Regions from separate parts of the Mus musculus genome. Here all the other regions are linked to region 4. The links are chromatin contacts, called in public HiChIP or PLAC-seq and promoter capture Hi-C maps. All regions are on one chromosome and are shown on one strand. The core of a region is the stretch at or near the end of the contact, and the rest is flanking DNA. Distances in the headings are between cores, read along the strand shown. Region 1 holds the start of Mcrip1 (MAPK regulated corepressor interacting protein 1). Region 2 holds the start of Mrpl12 (mitochondrial ribosomal protein L12). Region 3 holds the start of Hgs (HGF-regulated tyrosine kinase substrate). Region 4 holds the start of Slc16a3 (solute carrier family 16 (monocarboxylic acid transporters), member 3). Region 5 holds the start of Foxk2 (forkhead box K2). Region 6 holds the start of Gcgr (glucagon receptor). Region 7 holds the start of Wdr45b (WD repeat domain 45B).

Region 1 (3,235 bases), core at 571-3,070, 400 kb after region 4:
AAATGGACAGGGCTGTGACCTCCTAAATGACAATGGATTGGTGCTCTTCAGATGGGGAGGGAGCTCAGCTCCCAGTAGGTAGACAGGTGATCCATCATCCTTTAAGCTTAGACCCTCTTGATGCCCTTGAGCTCACATCCACAGCTTTCTTCATGGACTCTCTCCTAGTCCTTCTGTCCTCTATAAGGCACCTTCTAGGTCCAGCTGCGGAGAGGGAGTAGTAGCCAGGAAGGATCTGACCCCTTTGGCCGGACATAGTGACAGGTGTGCTGAAAGATGAGCCACTAAACATGATCCTGTGCTCAGGGAGCGCGGAGCAGCTCAGTTTCAGCCCCTCGCGTCTGCAAGCATGACTGCGTGGCTTTATATAGCCTCGCAAGCCCTTTATAAGCTGGAATCGAGGTTCTGTCGAGCAGGAGAGCTTACACAGATCTGGTCTGGTAGGGACACTTTCTCACTCATACCCACAGAGATAGCCCACCTCAATCCCAGGATGCCCAGCCGAACGGTCCGCTATGCTCGCTACAGCCCCCGACAGCGGAGGCGGCGGATGTTGGCCGATCGGAGCGTGCGCTTCCCTAACGATGTTCTCTTCTTGGACCACATTCGACAAGGCGACCTGGAGCAGGTGGGACGCTTTATCCGGGCTCGGAAAGTCTCCCTAGACACTATCCATCCCTCAGGTGAGTAGATAACTGAGAGTCTGGCCTTCTGTCCATAAGGAGGCAGGGGAGATCCTCTTCTGAGGGTTACAGCTTTGACCCTGTGTTCCCACCCTGCCCAGGACTGGCTGCTCTGCATGAAGCTGTGCTCTCTGGAAACCTAGAGTGTGTGAAGTTGCTAGTCAAATACGGGGCTGACATTCACCAGCGGGATGAGACAGGCTGGACACCACTGCACATCGCTTGCAGTGATGGGTACCCTGACATAGCCAGGTGAGACTATGGAATGTGGTTCAGAGGTTTCATCCTAATCTCTCCAGGTGGACCCCCCCAAAATATGGCTCTGAGGATGTAGGCATCAACTCAGGGATTCTGGCAGTTTCTACCCGATTGCAACATTAGAGCAAGCCGGAAAATCTGGCCACAGCTTCCAAGGGGTCAGGTTTCTTCCTCCTCACTCTGCCTGGAAAAAACAAACAGGTGACCCCAATATTCTAGCCTTTTGGCCCCGGAGTGGGCTGAGTAGGCTTTAACCACCTGCCCTTCACACCTCAGGTATCTCATCTCTTTGGGGGCAGACAGAGATGCAGCCAATGATGATGGCGATCTGCCCTCCGACCTTATTGACCCGGACTTCAAAGACTTGGTGGAACTCTTCAAAGGAACCAGCATGGACTGAGCCAGGAGAGCCCTTTGGGGCTTGCGCCTCCTTGGAGAAGTGGCAAGCACCTTGCCCCAAGGACTAGAGTGCCCACTGGATGTGCAGTGAGGCAGCCAGGCTGGTTAGGACTTGTGGGGAACGACCCTCTTGCCCCTATACCCATTTCTCTGGCCTGGCTTTTTCTCCAGGTTTGTTTGTTTTTTAATGGTGATACTTTTTACTTTTTCAATAAACATAATTCCCAAGCTGTGATGATGACTTGATTAGCGCAGTCCAGTACAAAACCATCGCCAGGTACGCGGGGGCTCGCTGGCAGCGCAGGGCCGGGGAAATGCGTGTCCGGGGCCGGTGCGCCGATGTTCTTGTTCAGAGATGCCCGGCAACCCCTCCCTTCCCCCGACACCCACCCGTGTTTCCGGGACGACCTCGCGCGCCTCCGACCTCGCCGCACTCCGTTCGCCAGCGATCACGTGGCCCGCGCCGTTTGCGCCTGCGCGCCGCGTCACTTCCGGCCGGCCCACTGGAAGCGGCGGCGGCGGCGGCAGCGGCGGCGGCGAGGAGGGCGAGGTGAGGAAGGCGCGGCGCGGAGGCACGGCGGGGCGGGGCGCTGCAGGCTCCGTGGGACCTTGGCCGCCCCGCCCCGCCCCGCCCTGGTGTCGCTGGGTCGCCTGGCCTGAGCGGGGAGAGACAAGGCCGGTGTCTCCACGGAGTGCGGACGTGGCGGCCGCCCCCCCACCTCCCCGGGAACCGACGCCCGCGGTCCCGGGGCAGCCTCTGAGGGCGCTCCCTGCTTTTGAGCTGCGCAGGCCAGCCTCCCCAAACCGCGCCGGTGTCCTTGCCGGCTACCTGCCCTGCCCACATCCCAGTTGTCCTGATGCAGTGGCTCTGCGCAAGCCCGGGGCCTGTCTGTGGGCAAGCTGGACATGCTGGTGGCCGGAAGTATCGTACCCTGTTGACAAAAGCAGCCCAGATCCTGGGGTGGTCGTCCGAGATAAAATGGTCTTCCCTCTGGACGCCATGTTTCAAACACAGGGCAGGCTCAAGCAAAGGCCCCCAGTGAGTTGAGATCAGCTGGTGGATTTCTGGGGAGTGTCCAGGACGTTTAGACAGCGATGTGACAGGAGTGCAACGAGAGCCAGGTCCTTCAGGAGAAGGAGTCTGGGTTTGGGTCCATTTAGGGAATATCTAATAGTTTGCTAGTCCCGGGAAAGAATAGGATACACGTTCTAGGTCTGATGACCTGCCACTGTCATCTGGAAGCAGGCCCGAGCTGTCACAGCACTGTGGCTCCTGCTTGGCTGGTCAGTCGCTATAAGCCTCACAATTTGAAGCAGGGAGTGGTGGCACACACCTGTCATGCCAACTCTTTGTGTGGTGGAATCAGAAGGATCAGAAATGTAAGACTAGCCAGGGCTACATGAGACCTTTTTTCTAAAAGGGGTGGGAAGAGGAAAGAAGGAAACAACAACATTTGGATAGTAGACGTTTCAGAAGAACAGAGTGACCAGCCATTGCACCATTGATTGTAGTGAGGGACCACTCGCATTGTCACTGTGGTGGGTAGCAAAGTGTGACCATTTAGCATCATGTGCCTGGCATATTGGATGTATTTAGAAGAGTTGATGTGGTCCTGGATCTGTCCCCCTACCCTGCCTTCCAAAGCCCTGGGTCCTATAGAAGTGGAGAGTTCTATAGAGAATAAACCCATTCCGGATCTCTCCCAGTAGAGGGGCTGTGAGCAGACCCACACGGGTGTCACTGGGAAGCAGCATTTCAGAGAGTTTAGGAACCTGATGTAGGATGCAGACAGGAGCTGAGGCAAACTCAGAGATAATGAGCACCCAGCACCCTAGCCAGTTTCTGCAGCCTTGAAGGCCCTGGAGTGTGTCGGGGCTGGGAGTCATTCAGATCA
Region 2 (2,935 bases), core at 422-2,921, 460 kb after region 4:
AGCCAGAACTCTTTGAGAAACACCTTGCTTTCTCTTCCTCAACACCTTCAAGTTTGATTCAACATTGTCATGTTGTAGAGGCCTTCCTCGAAATTCCAAGTCTCTTCCCTACCTGTCCAAATTGGTGCAGTGCACTTGAGGCAGGCACTCTCCCACAACATCTCTGTGCCCTCCCTACTTTTAATAATACTCAAGACTGCTGCACTGTTTGGCGTACCGTTTCCTCTCTTCAGATCATTTTTCCCACCAGTGTAGCTCAGAGGGCAGAAGGAAAGCTAGCTTACAGAATCGAGGTCCTGATCCCCAGAACCCATGCGGAAGGGGAGAACCCCCAAAAGCTGACCTTTGACCACCCCCTGCTCATGCACACCCACACACATGCACGCACTAGTAAAGATCTCGAATGCCTTCGGCAGAAAATTTCCCAAAGCTATTGCAGGGAGCCCACAGCAGAACACAGGGATTACAGCTACAGACTCAAGGAGGAACAGGGAAATACCTAAGTTATTGAGTCGGGCAGTTAACTGGGCACACAGAACTGGGTCTTCCTGTGGCCTAGGCTCACCTCAGAGGCCGGTGCTGCAGCAGAGACGGGACCAGGCACCATGCCACCCATTGGCATAAGGCCGACATCCTGGATCTTCAATGTTTTCTGTAGGATGAAGGAGAGGTCTCAGTGGCTGCTTATCAAACCCTAAATGGAGGTACAAATGGAGGTACAAGCCTATTTGGCCCTACCACCTAGGAAAGTACATTTGATAATTTACCAAACTCCCAAAACACCCCAGAAGAGACAGGGACCTCTGACCTTTGTTTGGTAAAAATACAACTAGAAGGCAGGGACTTTAGTCCTGGCCTGTGCCGATCTCTCCTAATACCTTCAGGAGTTCGTTGAGGTCTGAGATCTCCAGGAGCGTAAGGCTGGCAATGTCTTGGACCAGCTGCTGGATCTTGGGGGGGTATTCTTTGGGAGCATTATCCAGAGGTGCGCCGGCGAGTGCTTCACTCCTTCGGTGGCTGCTGCTTCTCAACTGCCGCGCTGCACAGACGCTGGGCATCTGTTGCCTACCCCAGGCAAACAGCCGTTAGATCAGAAAAAACGGGAGACTCAAGGGTACAAGATCCATGTGCTCAGTCTGCCACCGCTGAGGCCAGGCTCCACAAGCTGGGGTTAAGGGACCCGAAAAAGCTTTCCTACATTTCCCATAGAGCCTCAGGAGCCCACGACTATGTCTGCAATACTGCCCAGAACGGCAGGCTTCTGGTTGAATGGAATACATCAGCCTGGCGGGTGCACAGTGCTGCACCAAGCCTTCCAAAGCACGGGGCTCGGGCTATGCTGCCGACCACGGCGATGGGTCTCAGCGGCGGGAAGCTGGGGACGAAAGGTACCTGCACCCAAGGTCGCCCAGGCCGAGCCGCCCTCTCCACGCCCCGCAGGCTGGGCCGCGGAAGGTGGCGATGCGCCCGTCACCCCTTCCCTCTGAACCTACTTCCTGCCCGCCGCCCCGGCAATGGCGCTCTAGACCACCGCTTTACCTGGCAAGGCGAAGCGCTGCCCCCCGGAGTCCAAGCCGTGGCCCCCACAGGCAGCGGCTAGCCGCCACCGGCAGCATAGCTCCGCAAGCGGGAAGGTCACACGCGGCTCTAAGCGGAAGCGACGCTCTATCCGGGAGGAGGCGAGCTGTCCGGGCCGCTCTAGCCCGGGTTGGCTCCTGGTATTACGCACTAGGCGGTGCGACGCGCAGGCGCGGAGACAATACTGGGTTGGCGCTTTCTCCATCAGTCGTGTTCCGCACGCCTTTGTCTCGCCAGGGGAATAAGTAGGCGCCCCCACCCCTTTACCTACGGAACTCATAGCCCCTTGAATTCAACTCAGTGGTCCAAGAGGTTAGCAACCTCAGGAGCCCAGTACTCTAAACCTAGGAGAAGGAAGGGCCTGGAGTCCTCCCAAGAGCTCACTAGGCGGAACCGCCTCCTTTGAGTGCACACTAAGGCGGGCGCTTAGCGGGGAGGGAAAGAGCAAAACTTGAGACCTCACAGAAGTCAGGTTGAACCGTATATTTCAGGGTGAGCTATTGAGAGCTAAAACCTTAAGCAGTGGGTAATCCTGAGGGCAGTTGGGCTGCAAAAGCCCGCGTTTGCACCCTTCCTCACCCGCCTGGTGATGTATCCTGCACCAGATGAGTCTGCAGAATCCCCACCAGGAAGGAGACTGTTGGCAAGTCCACGGTTTCTCAGCCAGTACCCAGCACACTCCACAACAGATGCAGACTATTAAATTGTTGGTCCAACCCAGCCTGCTGCCCGAACAATCAATCATGAGAGTTTTGAAATACATTTTATTTTCACTGCTCTGCACTGAGAGATGACATCCAAGGAGAAGGGGAGACAGAGATACCTAAAGCTTCTACCCTTGCTGTGCAGGAGCCACATGGTTCTTCTGGGTACCAGGGCCAGGCCTGGACACCACACAGTTAGTTCACATCAGACTCCGGGCCAGGCTAAGCATCCCCACAGCATTCACCTGTGGCACCCAACACAGCCGGGCACTCTCCAGAGAAGGTTCTACTTGCCCTGCAGAGCCCCAGTCCCGGGGAGGTCAGACGGCATCAGGACTGAAGCAGGGAACCAGTGATAGGAGCCAGACCACCGAGGACAGGGAAGAGGGCCAAGGGGGAAGGCCCACCCCTTGCTCACAGAAGGGACACTACAGGGCAGTAATAGGGGAGGAATGGCTAGTTAGACATATAAGTGGTTTCTGGTGAACTGTAGTGTTACTCTGCATGGTGAGCGCCAGACTCAAGGTCAGTCAAAGGAGATGAGCTGGGCCTCACTGCCCTGTGCTGGCGGTCCCTGTGTAGGCGCTGGCTGGGCCACAGGGGGTTGCTGCTGGGGAGGGCCGGTGCTGGGGGCCATCTGGAGAGAAAGAGCA
Region 3 (3,215 bases), core at 504-3,003, 480 kb after region 4:
GCTGTCACACCTGGGGTATGACAGTGCTGTCACACCTGGGTTATAGTGTGTTGAGCATGACACTCAAGGTTTAATACATGCTAGGCAAATACTCTACCAACTGAAATATAAGCCAACCATGAGTTTAGCCTGACAGACCTCCTCAAGGAAATATCAGTGAGTCTAAGTATCTCCAAATTGTGCTGTTTTAATTGTCCCAAGATATCAAAACAATCTGGATTAAAAAAAAACAAAAAAACAAAAAACTCATGTTGCCCATTTAATCTTAGAAGAGGGGTGGTTCTCTTCACTTACTGTGTGTCCCCCTGACGGATCAGGTCGCAGATCTGTAGAATGGACTCCCAGTCTGTCTCCAACAGAAGCTGGCTGGTGGCTTTGTCTAAAGGGAAGAGATGCCCATTCAAAGGGTCCATTGAGCTATGTTTCCGAGCCGGCCCGTCAAAAGTCAAGAACATCCCTCATTTTATACAGCCAAAACCAAACTGAAAATCCTCTTGAAGTACACTGACAACCATGGAAATGGCATCCTCCCATGCAAGAAGCAAATAATGTGGAAATGATACTTAGTCCCTATCAGCTGTCAGCTCAAGCTCGGCTTCACTCAGTTCCCACAGACCCTCTGGAGAGAGGTACTACTTGCATCTGCTTTAAAGATAAAGGAGGTAGAGAATGCCCTTTGTCACAGCTTGCTGGGCACTTTAAAATGGCATACCCTGCTGCTTCTCAACAGAGTCCCATCATTTAGAAGTTTTGTCCTTTACCTCTTAGCTGGGTAATGTAATGGGTCCCTTAGCAAGCTCTAGAAGATGAGGGATGATTTCTCCATGTCAAGTGGTACCCCCAGCCAACACCTCTTCACACTCGGATCACCCCTCCCTTACGAAAGTGAGCTATCCCAAGATACACCACCCTTGTTACTCATTCAACAAGTTAGTGGATTCATACCTGACGTGCTGAACCTCCCAGGATATGAGACTAAGGTAAACATCTCATCATCTAAGATTCCCCTTTGAAAACCTTAGCTCAAAAAGGAGCAAGTGAGCAGCCTAGGATGGGGCCTGCTCCTGAACACATTTATTGAGGGAATGGTGCATGCATGTCAAACTCATTTTTCCCTCCTAAAATTTACACTGTCCAGGAACCTCAGATAGTGATATCAACAAGCACCTTCAAAAATGAGAAATACATGTCTTCTCAAACCCCCAGGCACTACCAGAGCGCAAGAGGCTGAGGTCCTAGGAAGCATTCCCCAAGGGGCTCGAAAGGTTTAAGGAAGGCAGTATCGGTTCCACCCTGCGAAAAGGTATCGGGGTCTGAGACCCGCATGAAGCTAAGATCTGAGTCATGACTTCATGACTCAGGACTTTGGCCCAATCGGTTCAGGACCGTCGGACCCGGAGGAAGAGAGGTCCGTCACGGACCCCCAAAGAGCATTCGTCACTGGAACCCCAGGACTCAGTGTACAGCCCGGGCGGCCACACCCGAGGCCCGGGAACCGTGCAGTGCTCCCCGGAGGCCGACGGCCGGTCTAGGTGGCCGGCCCGCTCTCCTGAGACCTACGGAGGCAGCATCTGGCCGGTGCGCGCGAGGGAGCTGACTTGGAGCTGACGGGCGGACGCGTTACCTAGGAGACGCTCGAAGGTGCCGCTGCCTCGCCCCATGGCGACCCCACTCCGGACCGACGCTGCAGTCGCTCCCTCTTTCGGAGCTGACGCGCCCCCCAACTTCCGCTTCCGCCTTTCTTTTTCTGCTCGCGCACGCGCAACGCCTCCGCGCCGCCCCGAGTCCTGCTCCATGGCGAGACTTGCGCTTACACACTGACTCTGAGCGTCCATTGGACCGCTCAGTCCATTGGGACTAACCAATGAGCAGCCTGGACGAGCGGTCTATCCAATGAAAGCTAAGCGGAGGCGGGCCTCATTGCGTGGTAGCTCGGAGGTACAAGCGCGTTATCCGAGGAAGGGATGTGTCTCCTGCTTGGAGCTGCTGGGGTCGGGAAGACCCTGCTGGTGAAACGCCTTCAGAATATCCTTCCGCGCCGAGTGGGCAGGCAGGGAGTCCCAGGCAGGGTGGGGAGGGAGCACACCGGGGTCGCTCATCACGGGAACTCCTCCCTCTGCCACGCCATGGCCCTTGACCGCCGGGACAGCTGAGCTCCGGAGATGGCAAAGGCGACCTGGGAGAGCCCCCACCGACGCGGCCCACGGTAGGTGTCGGCCTCTCTCAGGTCATGCATGCCCTTTGAGGCTTGCAAAGGTCCTCAGACCTCTTCTAATGGAAGCCGCGGTGCCTGTGGTCAGTAGGTTGGGTACTGTCTGCGGCAGAGGAACTCCCATCACTAGACTTCTGAGTGTGGAGAACCCGAAGCCCGTCTTCCGGTGGGCACCTTTCTCTCCCATCCCTAGAAATTCATTCCCTCGTCACTCTCAAGGCCCATCTCTATGGTTGACGTTGGCCTGGAGCCCCCAGAGAGCTGCATTTCTTGGTGGCGAGAGCAGAGGGCTTGAGCAGTTGTCACTGGCTGTGGATGCTTAGCTCCCTCATGGCGGTGCTGCCATCCAGAAGCTCACCACAGCACACCGCTTGCGCTGGTCTCAGTGCATCGTGGTTTTTTCCATAGGTGGGCACCAACCTTACAGACATTGTGGCCCACAGGAAGATCACCATCCGAGAGCTCGGGGGATGCATGAGCCCCATCTGGTCCAGTTACTATGGAAACTGCCATTCGCTCTTGGTGAGTTAATACTTCAAGCTTCTTTGGAGGTCAGTTTTGTCTGACTCCCTGAACCATCAAGTATTGGCCCTGCTTTTCATGGGATCGGGTTTGGGGGTCTTTGATGACTGTGCATTGGTCTGATTTCCTGAGCAGGGCTCAGATTCTAGGAGGCTTGTTGAAGGCACAGCATGTTCTATGCCTTGATACCTGAATACGACCAACACTTTACATCCCTCTTGTTGGTCCTATCTGTAGAAGGAAGGGGCATCAAATTCTGGGATGAAGAGCTGATGGCCACAGTAGACTTAATTTTACTTAAAGACACCAGTGACAGTCATCCTCGTACAACTCCCCCTTGGCTATTTCCAAAACCTGTTGTTTAAAAGCCAATCTGGGGCTGGATATGTAGCTCAGGAGAGTGCTTGCCCTAGCTACACTTGAAGCCCTAGGTTCAAACTCCTGCATCATAAATTTAAATCCACTTAAAAAGTTGTCTGTG
Region 4 (3,278 bases), core at 516-3,015:
ACTGAACCTCTGGGATGCTGAGATGGGCTAGTTCATTATCCATCTACCCCCTCATGGCCCATTCCACTGATGGGAACAACGGCCAGAAGTCTGCTCTTGCCGCTAGGGCGGTCTCCATTCCTAACCTGCCCCTGAGCCAGTGCTCAGTGCCAGCTGGACCAAGGCCTGGTCCAGAGGTCTCTAATTGCTTAGCATCACCATCCAGAAAGTCCCGCATGGGGCCCAAAGGTGTCTGCTTCTGGGCCTCCCCAGCCCTCCCCTTTCTGACCAGTTCACTGGAGGATTAGAGTCCTAAAGTCCCGGAACACCGGCATACTGTGGGGTCCCACGCACTGGCCCCTTCAACATTACTTCTTGATGGTTCTAAGGCCTACTGTGCTTTCTCCTCGCTGCCCCTCGAAATTTAGGCATCCAAGCAGTGAGATCGTTTTTACGGGGAGCAAGCCCTGCCCAAGGTCACTGGTGATGTGGCCAAGTCCATCTTGGAACCAAACCACTGGTTATTCAAAGTCCTTGCCAAGAAGGGGCCACATGTATCTCGGTAGTGTCCTCAGTGCCCCTTAAGGGGTAGACTCATCCTTTGCACAGCATCCTAGCTGTGCACTAGTCACTGCTCATCCTGAGTGAGTCCACACACTTTTAGGACTGTCCTCGTTCCTCAACACGGACGGACCCAGCACCCACGGGACACCAGCCAACTTTGGGCCTGTACAATGATGCCGGGAGCCCTCGGGGATAACCTGCTCCCAACAGAAGAACTTTGGGAAAGCTAATGAGCCTGTGTTATGGGGAGAACCTTGCCGTTACGCTCAGACCAACCTGTTGTCCTGAAAGGGTTCCTGTCGGCCTGGGCCCTGCTGCCCTCTCCTTGCTTGTCACCCAGATTCCAAGCACTATCAGCTGTCCAGAGTTAACAGTTTCTTGAGCCTGTCTGTTGACTGGACCAGCATCCAGGCAGGCGCCTAGTCAACCCACTTGTCAGGTAAGAAAACAGACCGTGCCTGGTTTTCCTATCGGATGAGAATAGAGCAAACAGAGCCCACTCCGGAGGAAAACCCCACTTTCATGTGCCTAGTTTGGGTTAATAGTGGTGGCTGGGTAAGAGTTGATGAGTTTAAGATGGTAGAAAAGGTGGATGTAAAGAGATGAAAGAGACCCGAGGGCATACCTCCCCCAACGTGGCACCATTCCGAAGCGCACGTGTCCCTCTCTCTCACTGGGCGGCCTGCTGACGCCCGCTGGAGATTCGGGGTTCCAAGGAGGCTGTAGCATTCCCACCAAATATAGCCCAGGTTCCCCGGCCGTCCGGCCACGCTCCAACCCTCTTGGGCCGAGCTATTTATACTCTGGACGTTTGGTCGCCCAGGGCAGCTGCCCTCCTGGACGAAGCCCAGCCCCCGAGGGCTACCGGATGGATAGATAGGCGTCTACGAGGGCAGGGAAGCAGGATGCAAGCGCGCAACTGGCTGTTCATGGCCCTTTGGTGGAGCCGCAGTGGTGAGAAGGTTCTCCAAGTCAAGAAAGAATGGGGCTGGAGAACCAGGAGGAGAGAGGGTCAGGGGCCGGGAGCTCCAGGTCTGGATCCCCCGCCTGATGATCGAAGGCCCCAAACCTTGGGCGACTGGAGGCGGGGGGAGGGTCCCAGCCTCGCTCCGCGCGCCAAGCATCTCGCCGCGCCTACCTGTTACCGCCAGCCGCTGTATCTGCCTCTGTCCGCCTTGGCTGCCCGGCGCCGCGCCGGGGGCGACTTTAAGTGCTCTCATCCGTCGCGCGGCACGTCCCCCGCGCACGTCACCGCTGCCTGGCGCCGCCCCTGCCCTCCCCACCCGGACCCCGCGCCGCTGCCGGAGGGGGCGCCCTGGCCGCTGTTCCCCGACGGCGCGGACAATGCCATCTCCACTTAACAGGGAGACCAGGCTGGCACTCGCTCTATAGGCGCCCGGGGCCCGGGCCCCACCCAACGCAGACCTTCTCACTGTTCTCTTCCGCGCCCTTGGGCCGTGACTACCCACCTCTGCTTCCCATTCTACCCTCCATTTATCCCCTCCCAAGACTGTGGGCTCCTTCCATGATTCCTGCAAGAGAGTGGCAATGTCCTCGCTATCTCCGAGACTGGGACCTTTTGCCCTCCAGACCCTGGCCTTCTGGCCTGCGCCTTCTGCCGGGTGGCACACGCCCCCACCACACCTCATGCACACAGGGCTCCTGCCGCCTGCCTACTTCGGACTTTCGCCCCATCCAAACCACCATACCTTGCTCGTGCCTCAGCCTGGGCTATTGTGTGGCTGTGGCAGCTGTCTTCCCTAGTTAGGAAGACTCAGGCACCTTGGACTGACCGGGGATCTTGGGCAAGGCTGTCAACCTCCCTGAACTTCCGTTTTCCCCTGTGGTCGGGGCCCTGCAACAAAGTCAGATACAGGCACTGACACAGCCCTGCTCTGTCGCCCCTCAACTCCTATAGAAGTGATTTTTATGGGGGGATTTCTGCTCCACTCTAGCCTGTATAGCTCCCTGGGGGGCGGGGGGGGGGGCAAAGAAACCTGGTGTTTTTATTAACAAGCTGTAAGTTTAAACCGGGCAGGTTCTGAGATTGCTATAACATCCTAACTATAGACGCCACATTACTTGCCAACTGAGTCTTGCTGTGTTTGCTCTGCCCCATGAGTGTCCTCAGCGATTTTCTCTCGGCCACGTGCTCATGGTCCATCCTCCCAGACCATCCTGCCTCAAGGCAGGCCTCTTCCTTCCCCTGCCTTTTTCCTTTTCCTGGTACCTACTGGAGATACCCCTACTCATCTCAAGTTCCACCTTCCTCTCTTTCCTGCCCAGTCACAGGCTTTAGCCTTTTACTATCCAATCAGAAGTTATTGGGGAGCATTCTCCACAGCACATTGGTCAATACGCTGCCCATGTCCAGACTGCAACCTGATCTTGGGGCACAGAACTCTTGGGGCATCTGAATACACAGAGCACAAGAGCAATCCTAACACTCCCAGCCCAGTGTGGGAGATGAGGACAGGACAGCAGCTTTGCATGCTGCTCTACAAATGCTGACTTCCCGGAAAGGAACAGGATTGGGAGAGAGTAGAGCCATTCTGAGCTGGGAGAGTTCTTTCCAGTCCTCCGAGGGGTGCAAGGGGTGCCGATTCAAACCCATGCCACACAATGGAAATGACCAATGACCGGGCAGTTTGGGTGAGGAGATGAGGAGGCATCTCGGAGTATGGCCTTTGGTGGACAGGGCCCAAGACACTTACCCTAGGGTACCCAGTCCATCT
Region 5 (3,121 bases), core at 47-2,546, 310 kb before region 4:
TTTAGGCTACAAAAACACTGGGGAAAGAGAATTGTTAGGCTTAAGACGCTACCTCCAAAATATCTTGCTACTGAAACGTGAATTTAAAAAAAAAAAAAAAAAAAAAAAAAAGGTACCAGGTATCTACCCTTCATTTTAGATAGTTCTCCACCACACACATCTTAGCATCTCCCTTGGGTGCCTCCTCCCTGATGGTTAGGCACAGAGCACCCATAAAACTTCCACCCACCAACGCTGGTGATGATGGCAGGGAGGGCTGAGGGTTGATGGCAGAAATGATGGTCTGTGTTCTGAGAGTCCCATGTCAGACTGGACAAAGGGCCGTGGGTTAGAATACCAGTGCAGGGGACCTGGCAGTAGGAGGGCAGACAGGAGTGGGCCAGCATGTTAAATACTCCGGGTGGAGCGCTGGGGGGCTGTGATCCCAGTGATGGTCGTGGGCATTAAACTAGGGTAGGTCAGAATCAGTCAGGTCTTGGTTATGGGCAGTGAATGGGTCCTGGTGGTGAGTCTAGCCTTCCTTGCTCCCGGATAGCGGATCAGGATCCCTCCCTGATGGGGACCAGGTCTTGTCCAGGGTCTGACCCTGCTCATGGGTAGCTGACGTGGGTCTTCTGCGTCCTGCCTGATGATGGGCAGTGGGTCTGAGTGCGGGTCCCGCCCCTCCCCGGGGGTGGCTGCTGTGGGTCAGGGTCCCTCCCTGCTCTTGGGTAGCCACCGTGGGTCAGGTCCAGGACACTGCCCCCCTCCCGCCACTCACACGCGCGGCAGCTGCAGCGGCGGCGCCCCCCGCCGCTGGAACACCCCGTCCACGAACACGCCGTTCTTGCCGAGACAGCGCAGGTAGAAGTCGCCGCCCGCGTCCGGCCGGGGCTGCGCGGGTTCCGGGGCGGCCGCGCTATGGCCGCCGCCCGGGGGCGTGAAGATCTCCAGGTGGCGCCGCGAGATGAAGCTCGAGTGGCCCATGCTCACATCTACCGAGCCCTGCGATGAGTTGCGGCCGATGGTCACCGACCGCTTCTTCATGAGGTACTCGAACTCGCGGCCTTCGAGCCGCGCCACGGCCCAGCCGCCCGGCGGGGATCCGCCGCCCCCGGCCCCGCCGCCCGCGGGAGGGGCGCCCGCGCCCGAGAGCGCCGCCGCGGCCGCCATCGCCTGCGAGGCCTGGCCGATCCGCGCGGGCGCCCTAGCGGGCCGAGGCCCGGGCGCGGTCGTGGGCCGCGCGAGCCGAGCACGGTCGCGGAGACCGCCGGCCGGCGAGGAGAGCTGCGAGGGCGGGAGCTCGCACGGCCGCGCGCCGGCCCTACGACGGACGGGCACGCCGACCAATGGGCGCGGCGCACGCAGTGGGGCTACCGAGGCCGGCCAATGGGGAGCCGCGCCGCCGAGCGCCCGCACGTCCGGCGTCGTCGCGCGACGCAGGTTGGCCGCGGCGGCGCGGAAAACCCGGGGCGGAGTGAGGAGTTGGCGTGGGGCCGCGCGCGTTCGCGGACTGAGCGGGGGTCCAAGGTCACGACGGGCGCGAGTGCGCCCCGGGAGCCGCTGGCCCCTCTCACACTCCGCCCTAGGTTGCGTAGAGTCAGGCGCGCTGCTCGGGAACCTGCCGCATCGACCCGTATGTCACAGGGATGTGACAGAAATTACCCCAGTATGCATAGAGTTCTGCACTCAGTAATTCATACCAAGGACTGCAAATCTGAGCTTTATTCCAATCTGTGTATGTGTGATAGAGAGATCCCATCTCTCCCATTAAAAAAGAAACCACAACGCGGGCCCGTGGGAGGAGCAGAGCTATGCAGATCGAGCAGGCTGTGAGGGGCTCCAGAAGCCGGTGCCAACATAGAGGTGAAGCTGAGACCCCTAGTTTCTTCCCCAGGAACGAAGGGCAGTGGATGCACCTGCTTTAGCTCTGGTAAGAGAGGCACGTGGTCATAAAGAACGTCACACCAATATGGTGGCCCCTGGGTGCAGGCGATGGGACGCAGTGTTCTCTCACTGATGCACAAAAGGAGTTCATTCAGGTCAGGGAGAGTGGAAAGGTTGAGAGTCTGGACTTAAGCTGCATAGGATAAAGTGGACATTCTAGCCAAGAGCTTCTAAACAGAGGCCCCAGACTAGAGGCATGGGAACATTTTGCGTTCTAATTCATTCTATGTCTAAACTTGCAATACATTTAATGGGAAACAGTCTTTATAACATTTACATATCTTATTTGACATATGTGTCTGTAATTACGGGATAAATTCCTAAGGGTTCAAAATGCTTTGTACTATAAATATGGCAAAGAGCCATTTCATTAAATATTAATTTGAGGCATTGTAGGTGATGTACAGAAAACTATGGAAATGATAACTAGGTGAGTATCTAGACAAACACAGTTCAAGGACAAAGGGTGTCAAGAACAAGAAATGCCCTCCCATTACTGTTGACACCGTTGTGTTGTCCTGCGCACTGCCTAGGGCAGGTTTGAGGCTCTGCCATGTGACTCTAGCATCTATCTATAACATGGCTAGATCTAACTTTTTACACCTAGCTATCCAGGTATGTAAAGTAAGCATACAAATCCAACACTTATGTTGCTTTGTTTGGCTTTTGTGGCTGGTTTTGGTGTTTTCTGTGGGGAGGGAAAGACGATCAGTCATATATAACCCTGGCTGGCCTGGAGCTTACTATATAGGCCAAGATCACCTCGAACTCATAGAGAGCCACCCACCTCTGCCTCCCAAGGGATGGGAGTAGAGGAATGAGCCACCATATCTGGCCAAACCAAACACTTATAAAGATATTTATTTTAAAGCACTTCTTCAATGTACATGTAAACTTAAGCATTTATTACAGATGAGAACGCCGCTGTATTCTAATAGGATATATGTGCTTATCTGTTCCTGTGTATGTATCCCACTGTGGGCCATGCAGCACCAGGGACTGATGTCAGGATGTCCTCTTCAAGGACAGGGTCTTTCAATGAACCTGGAGTTCTCGGTTTTGGCAAGGCCAGCTGCCTAATGAGCCCTCGGGACCCATTTGCCCATACTCCCACATATGCCCCATTCCCGCCCAGCAGAATATTTGATCCTGCAGGATATAGAGCATCTCTGATGTTTTTCAGAGTTGATCCATA
Region 6 (3,046 bases), core at 94-2,593, 420 kb after region 4:
GACTCTCAGTGAGACCCAACTGTAGGTGAAATACGGAAGATGCAAGTCTGAATCCCTAAGATGCTTGCCTGTCTTGCCTTTAGATCAATCAATCCCCCTTCTTCAGAGCACATATCTGGCACACCAGCCACTCGGACTGGCATTGTCCCATGCCACCACCACACCAGCCACTCGGACTGGCATTGTCCCATGCCACCACCGCTTCCAGCAAGCTCCAACAGGACAAAGGACACGTGGGTGTTTGCAGTGTGGTTACCGATTTTCTCTGCAGGTGGCGGAGGGTGTTAGATGGATGGCCCAGTGGCCAAAGGGAGGCATCGAGGGAAGGTGGGGGGGGGATCCTCTTGGTTCCTTAGAAGCCAAAGTAGCAACGTTTTTGATCTTAGGAATCCCCAGAGATATCAACTGGAAGGGTGTTTTTGTCAAAACAGAGAAACTAGACCAGGTCATAGTCCTATGGCAGGGACAGGATCAGGGGCCACAGGCTGTGACAAAGCCTAGTTCTCCAGTCCTCCCCTGAAAAGGGGCGGAGATACCCACGGGCTCGGGTGAGCTCAGATTCCCCCTTCTATGTCTCCAAGACAGAAGAACAGCAAAATATGCCTGGTCTAACCTCGAAGGATGCGAGAGCTAAGAGGTAAGGGATCAGTCGGTTTGCGACAGAAAACTTCGCGGGTCTGAAGTGGGAAGGTGGTCTCTGGGGAGCAATGACCTGAGCTTGCAGGGGAAAAAAAACCCTCAGTGCACGGTGCCTACACATCTAACCCGCAAGACTGAGACACTGCTAGGAAGTTCTGGAGATCAGGGACACATAGGAAGGGGAAGCGAATCCATCTGAAGGGGATGAGCGAGCCTTTGGAGTGTGAGAAGCTGGAAGCTGGAGTGTGTTGGGCGTTCAATGGGGCAGCAGGATCCACGTCTGCACCCACCCTCTCCCACCTTCCTGGATTGCGCTCCCAGAAAATAGAAAGGAGAAGTTGAGACCCCTAACCTGCAGGAGACGGTTGGGAATCAGGTGGCCCTAACCGTGACAGTAGGACACATTTCCCGTTTTGAATAAGGTGTTAGACCGGGACGAGAACCGCGACTCCCAAAACCCCAGGGACAGCTGGCTTACGTCCAGGCCCGAGGGCCAGCTCCCCGCTCCCCTCTTCTGTGCGCCCAGGTCACGCTCGTGCTCCAGCACCCCACAGACAGCCTGAGACCATCCCCTCGGGGCCCGACCCTAGTGCTCACTGTGCTCAGTCGCCGGGGCTAGGGCTGCGCTCCTCGCGGTCCTCGAGCGTACTCGGATCTGGGCGCCGGCGACTGCTCGCCTCGGCCGCGCTGTGATCGGGGTCGGCGCCAGCTCCGCGCCAGCCGCTCGCAAACTTTCCAGCGGCGACGCTGGGCGGCGGCGAAGGGGGAGGGGTGGGGGCGGGAGCGGCCCGCGGGGGAGGGGGAGAGATGAGGGTCCGCGCCCGCGCCTTAGTGCAGCGGACCTGCAGCGAGCTCTCAGACCCTCTCGGTGTAACCCCGAGTATATCTCCTGGGCTGAGCTTGCCTGGCAGGTCTGCATCCCGCGTTCTCCCTTTCCCTCCCCTCTGGCACACAGGAGCAGGCCCTGACCTGGATCCGACCCTACGGGTCCCTTCCGAGAACCCTCACCAGGTGTACCGTAACCCTGAGGATCCAACCTTGCGCACCCTGGACTTCAGAGAGCCTCCACGGGTGAATCCTGACCTGGCAGGTGCGAATCCTGATGGGTCTGAGTTCTCCAAGGGAACAATAAGTGACTCAGCGCGCCCCTTTCTCTTTCAATGTCCACTGTCCTGGGGTCTCATCATTGCGTTCAGGTTTGCAGTCTTGATTTTCTAGAAGGACTAAGTCCCTTACTTAACCACATCTGGCTCCTGGCTGGAAGGTTGCAGCTGCCACACATGCACCATGGGTGGGAGAGGTCAGGATACATGGGCCGCTCTGCAGATTTCAGACAAGGTGATCCGCTAAGAGTGCCTCTTAAACCCTTTCCAGGTTACATGCCCTGTGGGCCTCAGGGACTCCTGTCCAATAAGCCCTCAAGCAACACCACTCATTTGACAATCCACTAATTTGGCCATATTCTCAGTCGGCACAGACCTTTTTTAGATACCTCCTTTTCTGGAGTCAAAGGTTCTGAGCCACAAGCCTGCCTTTCGCTCCTAGACTCAGCCCTGGAGAGGACTTTCTCCACTGCCCGCCCCCCCATTTGAGCCCTTGAGCCACCTTTTGTTGCCTCATCTCCCCTCCTGCCCAGTAACCTCGGGATCAGAAACTCCCTTGGGTGTTTTTGGGCTTCCACTTCTCTGGCTTCTCCACATCCTGTAAGAGGGTCATGTTGCTTTCTAGAAAGTTCTCCCTGTAACTGTGGCTTTCAGAATGGGTACTCACAACCTCCCTCCCCATTTCCAGCCCCCAGACCAGTCCTCTGCGGCCCAAGTCTCCTATGTCTGTGTCCTCTCCTCCACCTCATACCTGCAGATCATCTAGTAAAGAGCCGAGGCCCCTCTAGGGAATCCAGTCCAGCACCAGTCTCTCTCATCTGGAACACATGTGGTTTCTTCTCTGTCACCCACCGCCCTTCCTCAGAACTCCCATGGGCCTTGGGTCAGTTCCTTGTTCAGTTGTTGTCCTTCTCCAGGACTCCATGTCTATTTAGGGGACATTGGATCTTGTGCCCCAACCTGTGGGTTCCCTCACCGGTGAGCTGGCCCACCCTCCAGTGATTCGTAGGCAGACCCTGCTTTGTACATGTCTATAAGATCCACAGGAAGACCCTGCCAGGATTTGGGGACAGGGATACTCCCCGGGGCTCTGTCTTCTGTGCCCCTATCTTCAGAAGAGTCCACCAGAAATCCTGACAGGGAGCTGCCCTTTTCTGTTTTGATCCAGGCAATGGCCAGAAGGCAAAGGTTAGAAGGCAAAGACCTGTTTGTTTCCGCCGCCCAGTGGGGGCCGCTTGTGCAAGGCTGAGGGATAGATACAGCTCCTCCTTCATCTCCCTGGGGCACAGGCTGGAGGATTGTGC
Region 7 (3,208 bases), core at 487-2,986, 410 kb before region 4:
AAAACAGTTATTTAAGGACTATGTTTCTCAATAAAGTGGATACTTGCTCCTCTCTTGACAGAGTCGTGGTATCTCTTTCTAGATCCAGGTACAGCACAGCTCTCTTCTGCACTTGTCTCCTTGCCTGTTTCATGATGTTTACCCCAAAGCTTAGTTTTGTCCTATGTCATCTTTGGAAAGGATTTCTTCCCAGAGAAGAAATGCAGAGAAAACACGTAGTGCTGTATGTCATGACGAATGCCTAGTATCCCGGTTCTTGGGAGCTTGAAGCAATATTACTGTGATACTTTGACCAACTTGGAGCTACATCGTGAGTTCCAGGGTTAGAGAATGAGACCTTGTCTCAACAAGATAAAGTGGAAGTACTGAAAGAAACACGCTCTCATGTGGCTCCTGGTAAGTGTCAGAGGTTTGTTAGAGCTGTGGCCAGACATTTCCCTAGAGATGAAGCCCTTGTCACTCCTTGCCAACAAAAAAACAAAAACCAAAAACCAAAACAAAGCCACCACAACATTCTGGCGTTATAAAGGCTCAAGTATAGGTCTCTCTTCTGGTCCTGCTGCTTAGGAAGCTAGACCCTATGAGAGATTAAACAACAGGAAAACTGAAATAAGATAAAGCTTGGATACCCTAAGTTTTTATTAGTGATTTACAATGTCTTAACATTTTTTGAGTCTCCAGATACATAATAACAATGTCCTTAGAGAAGCAGGAGTGTAGCCATCTGAGCCACTGAAGGCCTGAAGCTGGGGTCATCCAGCCCTGTGGAGATGAGGTGAATAGATATCCAGAGAGGCAGGTGAGTGTGTAAGCCAGTGAAACCCGAAGGAACAAGGCCTCCTTGACAGTGGCCAACTATCAAGACATCCTGCCAGGACCTTCACAGCCACCTTATTGTTGTGCAAATGTTCTCACAGATGGTGAGACCGTTTAGGGCTTGAACATTCATGCCTCAGCTGCCCTTTCTTAGGTTCATAACTAGAGAGATGAAAGGACAGTCCCTGAAGTGGTTTCCCCTCCCCTCTTCAGTGCTGATGGGATGAATGGTGGGCTGTGTGGGACTAGGGTCCTTCTGCTTAAGCTTCTTGAATCCTAAGACGCTACAAGTCTTCATTTGGGGGAAAGGATGGTAAACAGGTAAGGGGAGAAGCCAGTGAGGAGAGAGGGAACCAGAGAATGAATTGTAGTAGAGAGGAGAAAGCACCAGCTTCCAGAGCCATCCCAGACCCCTGTAAACAGAGCACCCCAAACAACAGTCGCGAGGTCTGGGGATCTTTTCTGTGAGGTTATGTCCTATTATGTCTCTTTGGAAATTTGTGTCTGTGAGAGGACGTGTCAGATGGTTGGGAAAGCTCGGGAAGAAATAGGGGATAGTCTGTCTGTGTTTGTCTCTCGGGGAAAATGCAGGTACCATTACACGAAGGCTGCTTCTGGTCGAACACGATGTGTATCGTGGGAACGCGGTGAGGGTTTCAGGAGACTGTGTTGTGGGCAGGAGCGTTGGCGCAGTCTCTTCTCTGCCCTGTCCTTGGTCCCATCAGTCCTGCCCTGCTTGTGTGAGTGCGGGGCACCCAGCTCTCTCCGCAGCTTCCCCTCGGCTGCGTCCTGCCCCGCCCCTTATGGACGCGCCCGGCGAGCCCTCGCCACCTACTTCCCGCCACCTACTTCCCTGCAGTGGACGCGTCTGTCCCTCGGCGCTTGCTGGTTGCGCGCACGCGCGCCCACAGATCCGCGCGCACTGATGACGCAGCACTGACGACACACGCACGACGCAAGTCCCCAGGACCCTGGCTTCCGGCCGCGGCGGCCCTAGCGCCGCGCGACCGGAGAGATCGCCTGGTTGCGAGCGGTATGCGGTGCTGAGGAGCCACAGTCCCTACGACGGCGCCATGAACCTCCTGCCGTGTAACCCTCACGGCAACGGGCTGCTGTACGCCGGCTTCAACCAGGACCACGGTGAGACCCCGGGCCCAGCTCCGTGGTAACACCCCAGCCCTTCCGGGAGACCCCGACCCAACGCTACCGCGACCGCAGGGCCCCGGAGCTGTCGCGAGCGTCCCCCGGACCCTAACCGGAGACTCGGTCGCGCCCTGAGAGCTCAGACTCTGGCGGCTCTTTCAGGAAATCTCCGAACCGCTCTGTAGGGAGGACCCCCCCCCCCCGCGGTCCTTTCCAGCCCGGGCACCCATAGCGGGGAGAAACACCCACCCCACCCCACCCCTCCGCGCGCTGCCGCCGCCCGGGTCGGCGGGCAGTGCCACTTTTTTACCGGGTACCTAAGAACCCGCAGGCTTACTGCTGGGCGTCAGGGTCTCCAGCGCTTACGTTGCCAGCGGGTGGCGTAGCGGGACCTGCCCGTCGCGGGGCGGCAGTTTGTCGTGGTTCTTGCGGCTGGCACCTTCGTGGAGTGTAGGTTCTTCGCCTTGATGTCTTAGCTGTACGCCTCTCCCTCCCCTCTGGTATTTTCTTCTGTTCTGTAGGATGAAAGGACTTACATGATTTGCGTTCCCGTGACTGCCTCTTGCCTCTTGAGTTTGGGGTCTTGGAGAAGGTATTCTTGCTTCCAAGATAATGGGCGGGAACCCCTCTTAGTGGGGATTATATCCCCGAGACGCTTTTTCTGCGTAACCCTCACTGTCCTGGAACTCACTCTGTTGACCCTGTCTCTGCCTCCCGGGGTGCTGAGATTAAAGGAGTGTGCCACTATGTCAGCTAACTTCCCTTTTCTAAATCTCCTCAAGGGAAAAGGGTAAAGGCTGATACTCTGGGCTTCTAAGAGTTATAACATCTTAGCTTTCCGTATGTAAAATTTCGAGGTGCTGTAGCAAATGTATGACTTACTGTCTTGGAAAGTGAACTTAACTTGATTTTTGTTATTGTTGGGACTGGATCTTGCTCTCCTGTTCAAGCTTATCTTAAGCTGTGCTCCAGGAATCTTCCCTTCACAGTCCCTGGAGCAAGTGGGATTGCATGCTCACTCTATTGCCCCTGGCTAAGAAGATGAGTTTTTTTGATTTTTATGTTTATTTTTATTTTTGAGACAATTGGCACTGTGTATCTCTGGCTGTCCTGGAACTCCCTAAACCTCCTTAAAAATGTTCACCACCTGGCTGTTTTTATTTTTGAGGTGGGGATCTTACTATTACAGACTATAGTTAGGTAGTGCTTTAAGTAGGTAGTGCTATTGTGCATCCCATTTGCATATATT

The links. Promoter capture Hi-C pulls out the DNA fragments that hold promoters and counts their contacts. HiChIP or PLAC-seq counts read pairs in DNA pulled down with a chosen protein or histone mark.
Region 1: a contact with region 4 is called in a promoter capture Hi-C map of fetal liver, with 2.8 times the contacts expected there. The contact joins the promoter of Mcrip1 here to the promoter of Slc16a3 in region 4. A contact is called at or near these places in 7 of 39 promoter capture datasets (the 3T3-L1 cell line, the SN4741 cell line, embryonic stem cells and 3 more), 3 of 115 datasets of contacts at active chromatin or transcription factors (embryonic stem cells, memory CD8 T cells and pancreatic cancer cells) and 1 of 9 other capture datasets (liver).
Region 2: a contact with region 4 is called in a promoter capture Hi-C map of embryonic stem cells, with 3 times the contacts expected there. The contact joins the promoter of Mrpl12 here to the promoter of Slc16a3 in region 4. A contact is called at or near these places in 6 of 39 promoter capture datasets (the HPC-7 cell line, cranial neural crest, embryonic stem cells and 3 more), 3 of 115 datasets of contacts at active chromatin or transcription factors (astrocytes, embryonic stem cells and pancreatic cancer cells) and 1 of 9 other capture datasets (embryonic stem cells).
Region 3: a FOXA1 HiChIP or PLAC-seq map of pancreatic cancer cells shows a contact between it and region 4. The contact joins the promoter of Hgs here to the promoter of Slc16a3 in region 4. A contact is called at or near these places in 1 of 39 promoter capture datasets (embryonic stem cells) and 3 of 115 datasets of contacts at active chromatin or transcription factors (bone marrow-derived macrophages, memory CD8 T cells and pancreatic cancer cells).
Region 5: an H3K4me3 HiChIP or PLAC-seq map of embryonic stem cells shows a contact between it and region 4, with 11 read pairs. The contact joins the promoter of Foxk2 here to the promoter of Slc16a3 in region 4. A contact is called at or near these places in 1 of 484 Hi-C or Micro-C datasets (embryonic stem cells), 2 of 115 datasets of contacts at active chromatin or transcription factors (embryonic stem cells and pancreatic cancer cells) and 1 of 9 other capture datasets (liver).
Region 6: a contact with region 4 is called in a promoter capture Hi-C map of embryonic stem cells, with 2.3 times the contacts expected there. The contact joins the promoter of Gcgr here to the promoter of Slc16a3 in region 4. A contact is called at or near these places in 1 of 39 promoter capture datasets (embryonic stem cells) and 2 of 115 datasets of contacts at active chromatin or transcription factors (embryonic stem cells and pancreatic cancer cells).
Region 7: a FOXA1 HiChIP or PLAC-seq map of pancreatic cancer cells shows a contact between it and region 4. The contact joins the promoter of Wdr45b here to the promoter of Slc16a3 in region 4. A contact is called at or near these places in 2 of 39 promoter capture datasets (fetal liver and trophoblast stem cells), 1 of 484 Hi-C or Micro-C datasets (embryonic stem cells) and 2 of 115 datasets of contacts at active chromatin or transcription factors (bone marrow-derived macrophages and pancreatic cancer cells).

What each region holds. Positions count from the first base shown.
Region 1 is chr11:120,548,312-120,551,546 of GRCm38.p6, reverse strand. Mcrip1 (MAPK regulated corepressor interacting protein 1) reads left to right here and starts at 1,820. Exons shown (of 5, transcript NM_001033231.4): 1 at 1,820-1,890. Ppp1r27 (protein phosphatase 1, regulatory subunit 27) reads left to right here and starts at 415. Exons shown (of 3, transcript NM_026814.3): 1 at 415-683; 2 at 785-935; 3 at 1,218-1,572. The coding sequence starts at 494. The coding sequence ends at 1,341.
Region 2 is chr11:120,483,373-120,486,307 of GRCm38.p6, reverse strand. Mrpl12 (mitochondrial ribosomal protein L12) reads right to left here and starts at 1,671. Exons shown (of 5, transcript NM_027204.3): 1 at 1,540-1,671; 2 at 879-1,065; 3 at 566-652. The coding sequence starts at 1,616. It overlaps Hgs (HGF-regulated tyrosine kinase substrate), which reads right to left. Exons shown (of 22, transcript NM_008244.3): 22 at 2,324-2,919. The coding sequence ends at 2,809.
Region 3 is chr11:120,466,173-120,469,387 of GRCm38.p6, reverse strand. It overlaps Hgs (HGF-regulated tyrosine kinase substrate), which reads right to left and starts at 1,753. Exons shown (of 22, transcript NM_008244.3): 1 at 1,625-1,753; 2 at 295-379. The coding sequence starts at 1,661. Arl16 (ADP-ribosylation factor-like 16) reads left to right here and starts at 1,788. Exons shown (of 5, transcript NM_197995.2): 1 at 1,788-2,025; 2 at 2,148-2,206; 3 at 2,621-2,734. The coding sequence starts at 1,965.
Region 4 is chr11:120,947,554-120,950,831 of GRCm38.p6, reverse strand. Slc16a3 (solute carrier family 16 (monocarboxylic acid transporters), member 3) reads right to left here and starts at 1,765. Exons shown (of 6, transcript NM_001038653.1): 1 at 1,682-1,765.
Region 5 is chr11:121,258,162-121,261,282 of GRCm38.p6, reverse strand. Foxk2 (forkhead box K2) reads right to left here and starts at 1,296. Exons shown (of 9, transcript NM_001080932.3): 1 at 761-1,296. The coding sequence starts at 1,152.
Region 6 is chr11:120,529,024-120,532,069 of GRCm38.p6, reverse strand. It overlaps Gcgr (glucagon receptor), which reads right to left and starts at 1,343. Exons shown (of 14, transcript NM_008101.2): 1 at 1,237-1,343.
Region 7 is chr11:121,352,975-121,356,182 of GRCm38.p6, reverse strand. Wdr45b (WD repeat domain 45B) reads left to right here and starts at 1,736. Exons shown (of 10, transcript NM_025793.3): 1 at 1,736-1,956. The coding sequence starts at 1,890. It overlaps Rab40b (Rab40B, member RAS oncogene family), which reads left to right. Exons shown (of 6, transcript NM_139147.3): 6 at 1-62.